2 separate regions of the Sus scrofa genome follow, and region 2 is linked to region 1. The links are chromatin contacts, called in public promoter capture Hi-C maps. All regions are on one chromosome and are shown on one strand. Each heading gives the region's core, a stretch centred on a gene start, on an enhancer-like site or on the middle of the called end of the contact. The rest is flanking DNA. Distances are from core to core; before and after follow the strand shown. Region 1 holds the start of SELENOP (selenoprotein P). Region 2 holds the start of HMGCS1 (3-hydroxy-3-methylglutaryl-CoA synthase 1).

The links. Promoter capture Hi-C pulls out the DNA fragments that hold promoters and counts their contacts.
Region 2: a contact with region 1 is called in a promoter capture Hi-C map of liver, with 4 times the contacts expected there. The contact joins the promoter of HMGCS1 here to the promoter of SELENOP in region 1. A contact is called at or near these places in 1 of 5 promoter capture datasets (liver) and 1 of 2 datasets of contacts at active chromatin or transcription factors (skeletal muscle).

The regions. Positions count from the first base shown.
Region 1 is chr16:27,544,857-27,552,196 of Sscrofa11.1, forward strand. It overlaps SELENOP (selenoprotein P), which reads right to left and starts at 3,007. Exons shown (of 5, transcript NM_001134823.1): 1 at 2,960-3,007; 2 at 1-57. The coding sequence starts at 44.
Region 2 is chr16:27,952,916-27,960,255 of Sscrofa11.1, forward strand. It overlaps HMGCS1 (3-hydroxy-3-methylglutaryl-CoA synthase 1), which reads right to left and starts at 4,281. Exons shown (of 11, transcript NM_001252215.1): 1 at 4,224-4,281. It overlaps LOC106508153 (a long non-coding RNA gene), which reads left to right and starts at 4,514. Exons shown (of 3, transcript XR_001304747.2): 1 at 4,514-4,636.

The sequences.
Region 1 (7,340 bases), core at 1,757-4,256:
GAGAGGAGACAGAGAGCCAGGGCCAGCCCCAGGCCTCTCCACATTGCTGGGGTCGTCCTGGAAAAGAGAAAACCTTTCTGTATTTTCATGGATGACATCACAGTCAAAACTAGAAACTTCTATAATTCTACTTTCTACAAATAGCTAGCCAGTGGTTTCTATCTCTATGTTGTTGGGTTCATTATGTTGGGCCTCTTAGCATCAAATCTCCCTGTAAAGGGGAAAAGGTCAGCCAGAGGCAAGAAAGCTGTCAGAACACCTCTTAACTATCTGGCCTAGCAAGATACTTTAGCAGGCATGTTTCAGAGGTCTGCCTGAACAGGCAGCCAAGGATGTCTCTAAGAGAAGATACATGTTTAGGAAAATTTTGAGAATGTAGCCTCTACAACCAAGCATTCTGCAAACATTTTTTATTTGAAACACACCAAGTTCTAACTGCTTCTTTCTATTCTCTTCTTTCTGTTCTTCTAATCTAAGAAAGGAAAGGGTAAATAGGAGATTGTGTACAGAAATGAAAAGTCAGCACGGAAACCCACGAAGAAAGGAGGTAGAGTAAGGCAGCCTGCTAACATGAAGAGATTCAGAAGTCATGCCTGCCAAAATGTTGCTATCACATCCAAGACAAAGATGGACCAATGGAAAAATGACTGACCAGAAAGAAGTATTACAAGTCACGGGCCCCTGTACCATTTAAGACTCACTGAAATCTACACTGCCTACTTACTGGCTACCACTACTTTCAGGAAGTTCCTGAGACTAGATAGCATTTTCTTGGGTAAAAAGATGACCCCTCTTAAAGTTAACTACCTGATGAGAAATATTCCCAAAATAAGGGCCAGCACTCTCTGCAGAAAGGTACAAATAAAGCAAGGGAACCATAGACAGGCGGTAGGGAAAAGAAGAATACTTTCAGCAGAGACGAGCAGAAAAAGAAAAATCCCCACATTTTATGCAAACATTTAATTTTTATTTGAGATCTACCAAGTTAATCAGTTAATCAGGCTCATTTTGATATGACAGTCTGTGTGGAGAGATAAGAACAAAATTCCAGATCTGAGAAGTTGGCACATCTTCAGGCACAGATCTGGGATATTTAAAAAAAGTAGAAGTGGTTTTTTGCGGGGAGGGTACAGAACAGTGGAGGGAGGATAGGCAGTTAATAAGTTACTTAGACTGAGCCCAGAATTAAGAGGAAATAGAAAGGCTAAAATCAGATTGATTTGGGCTCTAATGCACTAGTAGATATAGTTAAACTTTTTAAAACCTGATTACATTTCACATTATTTGACACCACAAAACCCCTAGCTATATAGAGTATCTTGATAAAAGCATAACCAGAGGGAGAGAAATAAAGAGGGAGGGGGGAATTTAAGAGAGGATAAATTAAATGATTTATTAAGGCCATCCAAACTCTTCTAATATCTTTAAAATTCTAGTTTTAAAAAAGGACAGGCCATGTTTGGACTAACTCTAGGCAATTTCTTAGCATAGTTCTTATACTGAGGACATAATTATCCTTATTATAGCTACCATTTGTTAAGCATTTATAGAACGACATGCTGATGGCACTAAGCACTTTTTAATATCATGTCAGTCAGTCTTTGCATCTATGTGACAATTATCCCCTTTGCAATTGAGAAAATTACAGCTAAGAGAGAGAGCTTAGGCATCTTGCCCAAGTCCGCACAAGTACTGAATCACAGGAGAAACTGGATTCAAACCGGTTCTGCTAATTCCAAAACAAGACCTCTTAGCTACGGTTTTTAGACAGGTCAACTTTTAATAGCTCTAGGAGCCAGGATTTTTGCCCTAAGATGACAAAGAGAATGTCAAAATTATTCAAGATGTTTTGTTTCTTACTAGAATGGCTAGATTTCTCTGCTTTCTGGAATACACTTGGCACCGTCACTTTGCCATACAGTATACCATTCCGAATGGCTGAATAGTGAATATAAATGAAAAGGTTCTATCACGTATTTCTCATTTTTTTTTTAATGAAAAATAACTAAAGCCATTGGCAGAGGATAGTGGATTATATTCAGATTTTCCTGTCACTGAATCAATAGGCTGTTCGGCTTTGTTTTCGTGAGCTCATTTTTTACATAATAAACTTCTGATTGATTACAGCTGTCAGGCAGCTGTATAAAATAGTGACAATAAATAAGAAAATTAGATTTCCTGGAAGGCAGTGCAATAACAATTAAAATGTAGTTGTGAATTTCATTAATCTCACCACTTTCAATCACAAAACCTAGATTTGTTGGCCACATACAGACTTACATTTGTTTAAAATACCCCATCAGAAGGCAAAGTATGCACAATCTTTTTCCACCCTCTTCCCCTGAATTTCAGACTCCCATCTGAGGGTCCCACCTCACTCACCTGAAAACCACCTCACATTTAATCACAGACCACCTGATTCTGACACAGGTTTAACTCTTTCCAGGGTGATCATTTCCACACAGTGAACCAAACCTGCCCTCCCCTTTTGCTGCTGTTCTTTAATGCGAAACTGCTCACAATACCCTGGACGTTTCTACAGCACTGTGGAATGGCCATATTTCAGTCCTTGCTCTTCAAACCCATGGGCTATTTTTCCCCTTAAAGCTCTCACTCTGCCTTTCGTGGGAGATACGTAAGCGTGAACATACAATATTGCCCGTAAGACAGCACAACTTTTTGCAAAGTAAAAGTGTTCGATTTCTCCAGCCTCCATTGCCCCCATCTTCATCCTTAGCTGTGCAGAAGGCAGGGCAAAAATTAGCAAGAATTGTCAATGTGCCCACTGCCGGAGTTTAGACTCTTTTGTTCTTTCTTCAGTATTACTTTTATTTTCTTTACCAATCTTTTTTTTTTTAAATCTATTCTAAGGACAGAAACATTTTATCAGACTCAAAAATCAAGTTATTTACCAAACTCTCAAGGAATCAATCATGAAAAACACAAAGTTCCTACTTACACGACCCCTTCCGACTAGCTTGCTTCCTTTCTCTTTGCTCAGCTCGGCAGCTCCACAAAGCCACAGCCAGAAACTTGGATATTTATAGTCCTGTTGTTTACCTCACTCTTCAGTCATAATCCAAAGTTCAGTGCCCGCTCAGGCGGTGACCTTGCAAGCAGAGCAAACCCCTGAAATGATTCTTATAATCAACTTTTTAAAAAAGTAGTAAGCACTGCCAGGCATAAAATGGGGAGAAAGTTTTTTGGCAATTACAATTTTATTCCCTATCCTTTTCAGTCACCCCAGTGTCTAGGATTTAATGGTACAGTCTGGGGCGGGAGGAAGGGCTAAGGGTAAAGAAGGCCTCCAAGTCATGCTCTTTTCCAAACTATAATAGGGAAAAACATTTGCTGAGCCAGCAAGTTAAGCTGCCGCTTTAAAAAAAGAAAAAAAATTTTTTTCTTCTGTTTGTAGTGGCCAGGTGCTAGCCTAACCCAAACTGTGAGCTTTGTCAGAAAAGTCATCTGCTCTTTCAAATCTTTCCTGTCTCCTATTGGTACAGATCTGCTAGGATTATTTTGCAGTGTTTAAAACCTGAATCTCTGTGGAATCTCACAGTATCTCTGCTCCTTTCTTTTTCATTTGAGGAAATGAATAAGGAAATAGGGAGGGAAACCAGGCCTCATTCTTCTCATCACAGAAGTCCTGCTCCCTGGAAGATTTATGGATCTGACAGAAATTTTTTAAGTATTAAAAAAAAAAAAAAACACTTTACAAATTTAAATACCACACAAATACAAGTTAGCTGTGATAGTGGCTAGACAGGAAACGGGTATAGAAATTCCAAAATGTAAAACTAAAATTGAAAATTCCTTCTCTTTCAGAAGTGGATAAAGTCTTTCCACCAATGGCTACAAATGAGCACACACATACCCCCTCTGTGATGCGTAAGGGCAGGAGCAATGTCAAATGATATCAGCCCTGGATGGTGATGGTTTTCAAGTAAGCCTTGCTTTCACTATGGATGCATTTTTGTGCAAACAAACTCCTATTGATTGCTGCAAGCTGGGTTCTATTGTACAAGATGCAGGAAGTACAAAGAGGCTCAGATGGTTATCTATGCTATAAAGAAACATACTGTCGAAGTAGAAGCCTGGCATTTGAAAGCCAAATTCTATTTCCTCACACTAAGCAGTTGATCTTAACCTTTTGAGGTCCCAGATCCCTTTGAGAATCCAGTGAAATGTTTAGTTTTTCCCCAGGAAAAAAAAATACACCTATACATAGCTTGCTTTTTAAAAGAATCTTGTGGGGGGGTGGGAATTGTATAAAGCAGATGATCCTATGGTTCATTTTCCTGACAAATTTATACAGTCACATTGGGTCCATCTGTAACAGAAAATCAAGTATTGGGCCATCAGCTCCTTCCTTTACCTGAGGCTTAGCCGCTGCCTCCTGTGTCAAAGAATTCCCTCCAAGTGTGTAGCTAGCTCCAAGACGAAGTGCCCAGGATTGTGTGTGTCCAGGTCCCTGTGCCTCTAAAACCCTAAGCTGACAAAAGGAGAAGATGGGGAGCTTGTGAGGTTTAAAAGGAATCCATTCCTAATAGCCTCTTTTGTGTGGGGCAGTCCAGATCCAGTCAGCATTCTTAAGAAAGCAGAATTTTCAAACAAACCTTCACTGGGTGCTAAAACAAATTACATTAAATCAAACGAAACTAAACATGAATTAGGTTCTTATTCTAGGCACAACATAGCACTTTATCTTAGGTTTTACGCTCTACCTCCAAAGCACTCAGCAAATCTGACCACAGCACTATCTAGAACGTTCTCTGGTTTCCATTTTTAGGGATGATTAAAATCTGAGAGGTTGTTCCAGGCACCACCATACATGAACATTAAGATTACTGACTGTATCCTAGCACGTTGAACTTTATCCTAATGATCTCATCTCTCACAACTTCCAACCCTGGAGTCAAGCACCTACATTTTTTTTCGTATCGTCTCCTTCTTCCACACATCATCATTTTTTCCCCATTATGTTTAAACATATATTTTATCCATGTTTTTAATAAAAAATTTTCAACTTCTTATGGGTCATGGGTGATTTCCATGGAGAATAGGGCCCCAAGAATCTGTGGGTCCATGACAAGAGAGAGAAGGGCTGTGAATTGTGATTTTACAGACCAGTTTATTAGCTACAGCAGCTAGTATATGGCATCAAAATATTCACAATTATAAAACAGCAATATCGTGAATTATTAAAAAGTTCATGTTATTACTATATGGAGGACCTATATAAAATATTAACCCCCTTATGGAGTTCCCCTCGTGGCTCAGTGGTTAACGAATCCGACTAGGAACCATGAAGTTGCGAGTTCGATCCCTGGCCTCACTCAGTGGGTTGAAGATCTGGTGTTGCCGTGAGCTGTGGTGTAGGTTGCAGACACAGCTCAGATCCTGCATTGCTGTGGCTCTGGCCAACAGCTACAGCTCCAATTCGACCCCTAGCCTAGGAACCTCCATATGCCTCGGGAGCGGCCCAAGAAATGGCAAAAAGACAAAAAAATAAATAAATAACGCCCTTAGCTTGATCGTTAGGTGCTGTTTTACATGCAAAGGGAAATGAAGACTCTTCCAATATTGGGGAAATGGTGCTTGGTGACCTAAATATTCTTGCTTCCCCTCTCATGTACAAAAGGTGCCCAAGATCTCATCTTATGCATTGCATCCAATATAATATTGCTTGAGCATCTATATGACAGCTAAGCCACTGAGTATGCAGAGGGTGTCCAGGAAAAAGCAAGAAGTTTTCAAAGCAAACGAGCAAAATAAGAACAATGGCTAGAGGAAGGCATAGATCAGCAGCTTGGATTAGATAAGGGCTAATGCAATCCTTTGAGATTCGTGAAAGTGAAATATGCTTTGAAGGGAGCTCTTCTTCAAGCTCACAAGTTCACGGATCTGAAAACTGTTCGACATATCAAACATGAATGCAATTAAGGGGGAAACTCTACAAAGTGCCAAATTTCATGAGGGACTGAGCACATTCAGAGAATAACAGACATCAGAAGAATTTTTGTTTGAAAGAGGATGTTATTAATTTGAAAAAGAAAAAAAGCCTGGTCTAAACCAGAGCCGGTGCCTGCAGCGCCTCATAGGACATGGCCTTGGCATCAACATGCAAGCAGCATGAGGGCATCAAATAGCCTCCAAAACCAATCCACTTTTTTTGTTTCCTATATAACTTCCTCATTCTTGCTCCCTTCTGCTTATAAAAGTCTTTCATCTGTACAGCTCCTTGGAGTTCCTTTCTATCTCTAGATTAGAATGATGTGCAATAAGTCATTGAATAAAGCCAATAACATCTGTAAAATTTACTCAGTTGAAATTTTTGTGGGGGAGGCAAAACAATTTTCCCTCTCCCTTCTACGTTCTTGGCTGGAAACCACACCCCCCATCCCCCGTAACACAAGAATCACCCCCCAGAAATGGCCCAAGCCACCTCCTTAAATACCACATGGCAAAAGAAGGTGCGGGGAGGCGTGGGAGCCAGTTATGGGAGGCTACTGAGGAAAACACAGCAAAAAAGAGTTAGGTTGTTATGCAAATTTAGGTCCTAGCCTTCTCCATTGATAAGTTTCTAAAGGTTGGGTCACCCCCTCTTCCTGTTACAAAAAGGGAGGTACCCTTATAGGTGGAGATTTCCCTTATAAATGTAAGTGTCCTTTACGAAAGGGTGAATTCTACTCAGTTTTCAGAGCTTCTCCTGAGTCTGCAGTTTCTCTGAAATAAAAGCCCAAAGTAATTTTTATGCCAAAGAAGCGCAAGAGTAATTCTTATTTCCAATGAAGCTCGAGTATTCCTCACATACCCTAGACAAGGAAAACATAGGTCTGTCTGATGAATTCCTTCTCAAAACTAATAACGCCTTAGACTCACTGCTAAAAACCTTTCATGCCCATTTTCCTTAAAACTTAAGAGAGCTTTGTGTGTGGGTCGATCATACTTTCCAGCTTGCAAAGGGGCTGGATTATATAGTTGAAACATTTTCTCCAGAATCACTCTTCCCCATCTCACTTAAATGGATATTTCTTTTTTTCTTTTTAATTTTTTTACGGCCATACCTACAGCATATGGAGGTTCCCAGGCTAGGGGTCAAATCAGAGCTGCAGCTGCCAGCCTATACCACAGTCACAGCCACACCAGATTCAAGCCACATCTGTGACCGCCGAAGCTGCGGCAATGCCAAATCCTCAACCCACTGAGCAAGGCCAGGGATCAAACCCGCATCTTCATGGATACTAGTCAGGTTCTTAATCCACTGGGCCACAACAGAAACTCCTAAATAGATATTTCAAGACAACCTACATTAATTTTCTGGTGGTTTTAATTTGCAC
Region 2 (7,340 bases), core at 3,031-5,530, 410 kb after region 1:
GTAATATTTCTTCCTGAAACCATGTATGTATATGTATTTGGCACTATTTTCATCAAGGAAATTTCTCATGAACTGCCAAAATTCCCTCTTTCAATTTTGATTATCTAAAATTGGGGAGGGAGGTTAGGTGGGAAGGCACAGAGAAAGGGGGAGCAGGGAGGAGGGGTGGAAAGAGAGGGAGAGAACTCCAGTGCACAAAAGAAAGCGAAGCAAAAAAAAGAAGATTCACAGAGAACTTCCACGCTACTTAAGGTCTCAGGAAAAACGCCTAGAGTTCAGGAAAGGAAATGGAGGCAATACGTGCCACTTTGGGGCAGAATCAATCAGAAAAGGATTAGGCTTTCCATTCTCTTCTGTAATTGCTTGAAGAGTTCGCTATCCTGACCAAGTCTCAGGCAGGTCATTAGCTTATTTCTAACAGACGGGGGTCTTTTCAGAGCAAGTGAGAATCACAAACAGCTGGGCTGGGCAGGTTACCATAAAGCACATTTGGAGATTCCTGAGCTGAAAAACCGAATGTTGAGACTGCCTAGCCCAACCAACTTTCTCCTGGAGTTCGTTCAGTGTTCTGAATTCCTCCTCTCTCCTCAGCCTTGATTCAATAAATAGTGGGAGAAATTCATCCAGTACACATTCTAGTACATGATAAACCTTAAGCAGTTACTGCTGATCTTTTTCACTATTACAGGAGAGAAATCCGAGAAACCTTTTTAATTGAAAATGAGCTGGAAACGTTTCCTCCTAAGGAGCAAGCAAGCAAAACTCTAAGAAAAGCCTTGCCCAACTCTAGCCTCGTTCTCTTAAGGAAAAAACACGGACATTCCTGCCTCCCCTCAGAGTTACTGGTCTGCTTATCAGAGATTCTACTCATATTTCAAGGTTCTGTTCTAAGCTCCCTCTTCCAGAAAGGCTTCCTAGGGTTTTCTGATCAGAGTCCTGCACTCCTACAGGTATGTCATTCACACTGACACCAATGACTTCATATGCTATTCTCAATGGAAAACAATCTTCGTAACCATATTGGATTCTTAGACTCCTTATGGGAGAAGGGCTGTATTTTGATTCTTTTGAACTCCCTTGTTCTTTTCATTCTCACTTTTAAGACAAACTGCAGCACCAGAGTTCCCTTTGTGGCTCAGAGGTAACGAACCCGACTAGTATCGATGAGGGGCTGGGTTTGATCCGGGCCTTGCTCAGTGGGTTAAAGATCCAGCGTTAACCTGAGCTGTGGTGTGTGCATCGCAGAGGCGGCTGGGAACCCGCGTTGCTGTGGTTGGGGCCATGGGCAGGCAGCTGCAGCTCAGATTCAACCCCTAGCGTGAGAACTTCCATATGCCATGGGTGGGGCCCTAAAAAAAAAAAAAAAAAAAAAGAGCTGCAGCACCAAATCGTATCCAAAAGTTTAAGAAAACTGGCTTTCTACTGCTGCTTTTCACAGCAAATGTCTAAGTTTCAACTGTTCCCTGAAAAATATAAGTTCAAATGGAACCTGAAGAGAACATCTGTGTAAAATCATTCCCACACACACACACATCCCCAACCACAGACTCTGCAAAGATGAAGGCTGTCAGCTTTGAAAGCTTAGCTTCTCTTCTACTGCTCTTACTATACCCAGTTAACAGACAGTAAGTGGGTATCACCACAAGCCAAGCATTTGGTTGAATGGATTATTTAGGAATTGAGCCCATCTATAAAGTTTTCACGACTCCACAATTTAAAAAAAAATTGAGTCCTATACCCACCCACTAGATTGGGCAACATGTTTTTAATCTATACCACCTTCTTTTTTTTTTTTTTTTTTTTTTTCTTTTTTGTCTTTTTGCTTTTTCTAGGGTGGCTCCTACTGCATATGGAGGTTCCCAGGCTAGGGGTCGAATCAGAGCTGTAGCCGCTGGCCTATGCCAGAGCCACAGCAACTCGGGATCCAAGCTGCATCTGCAACCTACACCACAGCTCACAGCAACTCCAGATCATTAACCCACTGAGCAAGGGCAGGGATCAAACCCGCAACCTCATGGTTCCTAGTCGGATTCGTTAACTACTGTGCCATGACGGGAACTCCCTATACGACCTTCTTGAGAAACAAAAATACCATACCCGTCTGTGATATTTGGTTTGATAACCCAACATAAAATTATAAGATGCTATATTTGTTTCCAAATGAATCTAAATAGCAATTATGATATATAACCCACTGAGTGTCCCATCCACAACCCCAACGAATCTCCTGGCATTCAGTCCACTGGATTCCTGTTTTAACTAATGCTAAGGTACCCAGGAAACACACATCACATCAATATCAGGGTTCTGCATTTCCTGTGAGAAAAGTTATCTAAAATCTCAAGGAGGTCCTGTCATGTCTCAGCAGTTAATGAACCCCTAGTACCCATGAGGATGGGGGTTTGATAACTGGCCTCTCTCAGTGGGTTAAGGATCCTGCGTTGCTGTGGCTGTGGCGTAGGCCAGTGGCTATAGCTCCGATTAGACCCCTAGCCTGGAAACCTCCTTATACCGAGAGTGTGCCCCCCGCCAAAAAAAAAATCTCAAAATCAATCACACAGTTAAGAGAAACAAGATGTAAAAGCATCTTAGAGGAATATTTAAGAAAAATAAAAATATAAAAATAAAAAATGAGGCCCAGAATTAGCCCAATAGATGACGTGGCCTTCTATGGTCCCAAACACAATATCCATTTAACTCTCCCCACTGGAAATACTTTTTGAGAACTGGCATTACTAACTAAACCAAACTAAACTGAAACCGATTAAAGGGCAGATTTACAAACTTAGACCAACAAAGTTTAGACACAGAAAAGAAAGTCTTTCTCCTTTCCCATAAGATACACCATTATCCTGCTCTCCTTATCCACACAAAAATAACTGAACTTTTAAAAATAAAGAACACAAACTGCCTAGACGTCTCAAGCTACAAAGAACCATTTGGCACCGATACAGGCTAAGGACTTTCAATTTGCCTTCTAATAGAAATCTATGCAATAAAAGTCCAAACTCCACCTCAGAAGGAAAAATCTGCTAACTATACAAGCACTTCCATTTGTCTTAATTTTGTCATTTATTTTTCCATTGTTTTTCATGATTCATCCCTGGAATAGAGCGAATGCTACTTAGCAGCAGGCAGAACACATCATCCTGCAGCCCGTTGGCAAGAGCACGGGGAGTGGGGAGTGGGGAGCGGAGAGCTTCAGTTGAGGTGAGCAAAGAAGCCTGTGATGCGCTAAAACCAAGGTCCTAGGGCAAACACGACCAGCTGGGACAGCCCCACTTTACCTGTTGTCCACATCTTTCCTCCAGGCTGGGTCAGAGTAATCCTTTCTCTACCACCAGTCAGGGCAGGACACACATTTTTCAAAGACTCCATATACTGAGCTTTGAAATGTCCTTGGTTTAAGTCAAAACCTATTGTGCGTGAACACTCTGTAGGTGCCTCCCCCTTACTTCTTATCAAGTCAGGCTAGTCCTGAAGTCATTAGCAGGAGGGAGACAAGAAACATCAAGGAAACCTATTTGTTTTTAATGGGCATTAAAAATACGTAGGCGAGAACGTGGCAGACGGCAATCTGCTATATTTGAAGCAGGCACAGGCCGAAGCAGTCAAAAGCCCAAAGTGCTCAGCCAGGTAAAATCACTGTTGTGATGCCCTGTCGCACCTGAGCTAGAGAAGGAGTAATGCTACCCAGCTCACTTCCTCCCGGTAAATATGCCAGGAGGACACACCCCCTGCCAACCTACAAGCCTCCAAGTGTGATCTTCCCCATGCTTCTGTGTCCACCCTAAGCCAAGTCTCCAGGACCACCCCCCCCACCACTGCCTCGCCGCAACCCATCTCCTTTCTCGTCCCCCTCATGTGCCCCCCTCCCATCCTCTCAAGGCGGTCACAGCCACTTCTCTGGCACCTCCAGCTCCTGAATGACTGTCATCAGAACCCTAGCCCTCAACGCCCTCTACCCTCTGCGACTCGCCTGCCCACATCAGTGGGCCCCGGTCCCTCCTAGGACCTGCCGCGGTGGGCCTCCGCAACTTGGCACGGCTCCCCATCCTCCGCTCACGGCTCCCCATCCTCCCGGGCCGGGTCTAGCCTCAGCCCTGACCCGGACGGAGCCAGAGCTCCTTCGGGCCTAGTCAAGGACACCGACTCCGCGGAGCCCTCACCGTGCCCACGGGGCCTCAGCAGCCCAAGTCTCCTTCTCCGCGCGGGACACTCACCCAAATGTGACCCGGCGGTGGCCGTGGAAAAATAACGACCAACGGATGGGGAGTACGCGGCGCTTCCCCTCTGCCACCAGCTTTATAGTGGCCGACCCACCCGACTCCGGCACCGCCGGGAGTCTCTGGGAGGTGGGACAGTGGCTCCAGCAGCCAATCGCGGAGGGCAGAGTAGCCTGGCAGCGCCCGTCCCCCAACCCAGCTTCAACCAATCCAAAGGAAACTAGAGGCGGGATTTTCCCTCGTGGCTTCAAGGGCGGGGGAAGGGGCGGGGACAAAGCCAGAGGGCAAGGAAGTGGGGTGAGAGAGTGACGTGTGGTGGCCCGAGAGCCGGCCTACCAATGACAGAGCGGCGAGACACGGCGAGAACCAACAGGAGCGGAGTGAGAGGTTCTCCACCCAATTGGAGCCGTGTGAGTAGAGATGCGGGCCAATGAAACCTTCGCGTCCCACCACTGGGGCGAGATGGTCAAGTGAGGGAGGCAAGTCTTCCTTGTCGACGAGTCTGTCAGGTTGCCTAGCAACCAGAGCTAGGATTCGCCTATAAGATTTCTGAAATACTTGATTTTAGTTCAATCTTAACGTTTTCTAGTTTCCCAGAGCAGCCAAGTGCTCCAGCATTACAAGTTGGAGCAGAATATGTCACTAAAATTTGTAAATTGGCAAATATTTACATAACAGGTTCTAAATACCAGATTTGCAGATACTCAGTAGTGTCACGTCTATACAAAACTCCCTTAACTGTATTATTGGGACAGTTCTTCCTAATTAAAACTAAAATGTGATGGTTTGGGGTTAGACACCAGTGAAGAGGGTAAGGGGCCTTGCCTAAGCAGGGAGTAGGTCCTTATTCTGGGATTTTTGCTAGCCCATACACTCTGAGGGAATGGGCTCCATCTGGCCCATTTCTCACTATCTTCTGAGTTTATGTGGTACTTGACTAATAAAAGGTTGTTGAAAGAAGGAAAAGGGCCCCAAATTCTCAGTAAGTCCACAGGGTATTGACTACCTAGTTTCCTCAGAAAATATAGAGGAGCATGTCAAGCTGGAGGAAATCACTCAAGCACTGGGAGAATCCAAAGGAGGACAATTATGGCCTTAAATTAGACTCTGCCTCATCTCAGATAGAGAAATGGTAGTACTTAGTCTTGATGGGAGACCATGAGAGGTTCAGAGTTGTTTCTGTCTCTCTCTCCTCCTCAGTTTCATTATGACCCAGAAAAGCAGTTGATAAGAGGACTTTGATGATTCTATGCAGCACACAACTTCTATTATGTGAAATTCATTATCCGCTATAGATACTAACCTAGTAAGAGACATTCTTAGGAAAGTGGCAAAATATATTGGTAATGGAGCCACTATGAAGTAGTGGCATAAATTATTTGGGAGAGAGGACCACTTGATAATGGTAATACTCCACAGCGTTGCCCATGACATTCTATTCCAGAATCAATATCATTAATACCTTCGTAAAGTAGGTGATAAAAAGAGAGAAACACTGCTTGACTGTGACCAACACCAGTTCTGAGGGCAGATTTAAACATTCTTAGCATGTTAAAATGCATTGAAAGGTATTAAGGACAACCACTAGAAAGAAGATAAGGCTTTGTCCTTAGAAAGGGATAACAGTTCCAACCCCAGGAGTACAAAATACGAAATGATTAGCCAGATAGTCTTATTATCATCTTGCACAACAGGAAATTCCCACAGGTTCAGATTGTCTTTTTGATCAAATTAATCTCCAGTGAAACAAGGTGAGCATGGTTTTTGGTTATTGGGAAGTCAAGCAACAGACAACAAAATGGATTAGTAATTAAATATAGAACATCTCAAGTGAACTTTTAAAAATAAGCCTTTTCTATTCTGTGGAATATAGAATTATACCAGATTATGGATTATACCAGTCTACACAAATATTAGCTAGGGTCCATGCAACTGAGGACAAAATATACCTATATTTATTTTGGCAGGGGCTGCAAGTTTTTTGGAGCTACACTTTAACATAAGCATGTCATACTTGAATGTGCACTTTTAAGATATGTTAATATGTATGTTTCATTATATTGTTTCTAGATTTAATGCCACGTAGTACTAGTAAAGCACTGTGGCTGCCATACATCAAAGAGAAAGTATAATTTATTATTCTGCCCTACTCTGAAAGGAACAAAAGTTTCTCAAGATGTAATGATAACATTTAGCGTTATAAATTCACCCATTGAACGCACATTTACTTTTTACTCTGTGACAGATTGTGCTAACCTGTGCTATCCGATAAGGCAACTACTAGCTACATATTATTCCTGAACACTTAAAGGGTGGCTATTCCAAAGTGAGCTATACTGTAAGTGGAAACTACACACCAAATTTTAAAGACTTAATTACCAAAAAAGGGAACTATCTCTAATAATTTTTACATTAATTACTCCTTGTAACAGTATTTTAGTTACATTGGGTTAAGTAAAATACAATATTAAAATTAACTTTATCTGTTTTTTAAGTTTTTAGTGTGGCTGCTAAAAAATGTAAACCCACATATGCAGCTCCCATTTGTGGCTCCCATTCAAGCTAGACAGTAGGAAGACGCAACTGAAAGACAGATGCAGTTTATAGTCTAAAGATGGAGGAGAGAATAATAAACACAGCAAAGAGTTGACTTTCCAGCCTCTATCTTACTTGATAAATGGTAGGAAAAGATGGGACAAGAGGAATCTTCAAATGTGTCAGTTAAAGCTATCTCTCTTCAGGTTTAAACAGCTTTATTTTGCCTAACTATTCTGTCAGTTCAAAGTTTAGTTCCCTATCAGGGCTTTTTTTTTTTTTTTTTAATTGGCTGTGCCTATGGCATGTGGAAGTTCCTGGGCTAGGGATTGAACCTGTGCCACAGCAAGTTGCTGCAGTAACAATGCTGGATCCTTAATTCGCTGCACCACAAGAGAACTCCTGGACTATTTCTCCTGAGGCCCTTTTATTTGGCAAAAGTTGAATGGGTTATTGTTATATCAGAAGAGGGAGCTCAGCCCTAGTTGTGGTTCTTGTACTGGCTTCCCTTTGCTGACTGGGACTTGGCCTTGGCTTTGAGGCTGTCTCGTACTGCAGAATTCCAAAGCTCACTATGGC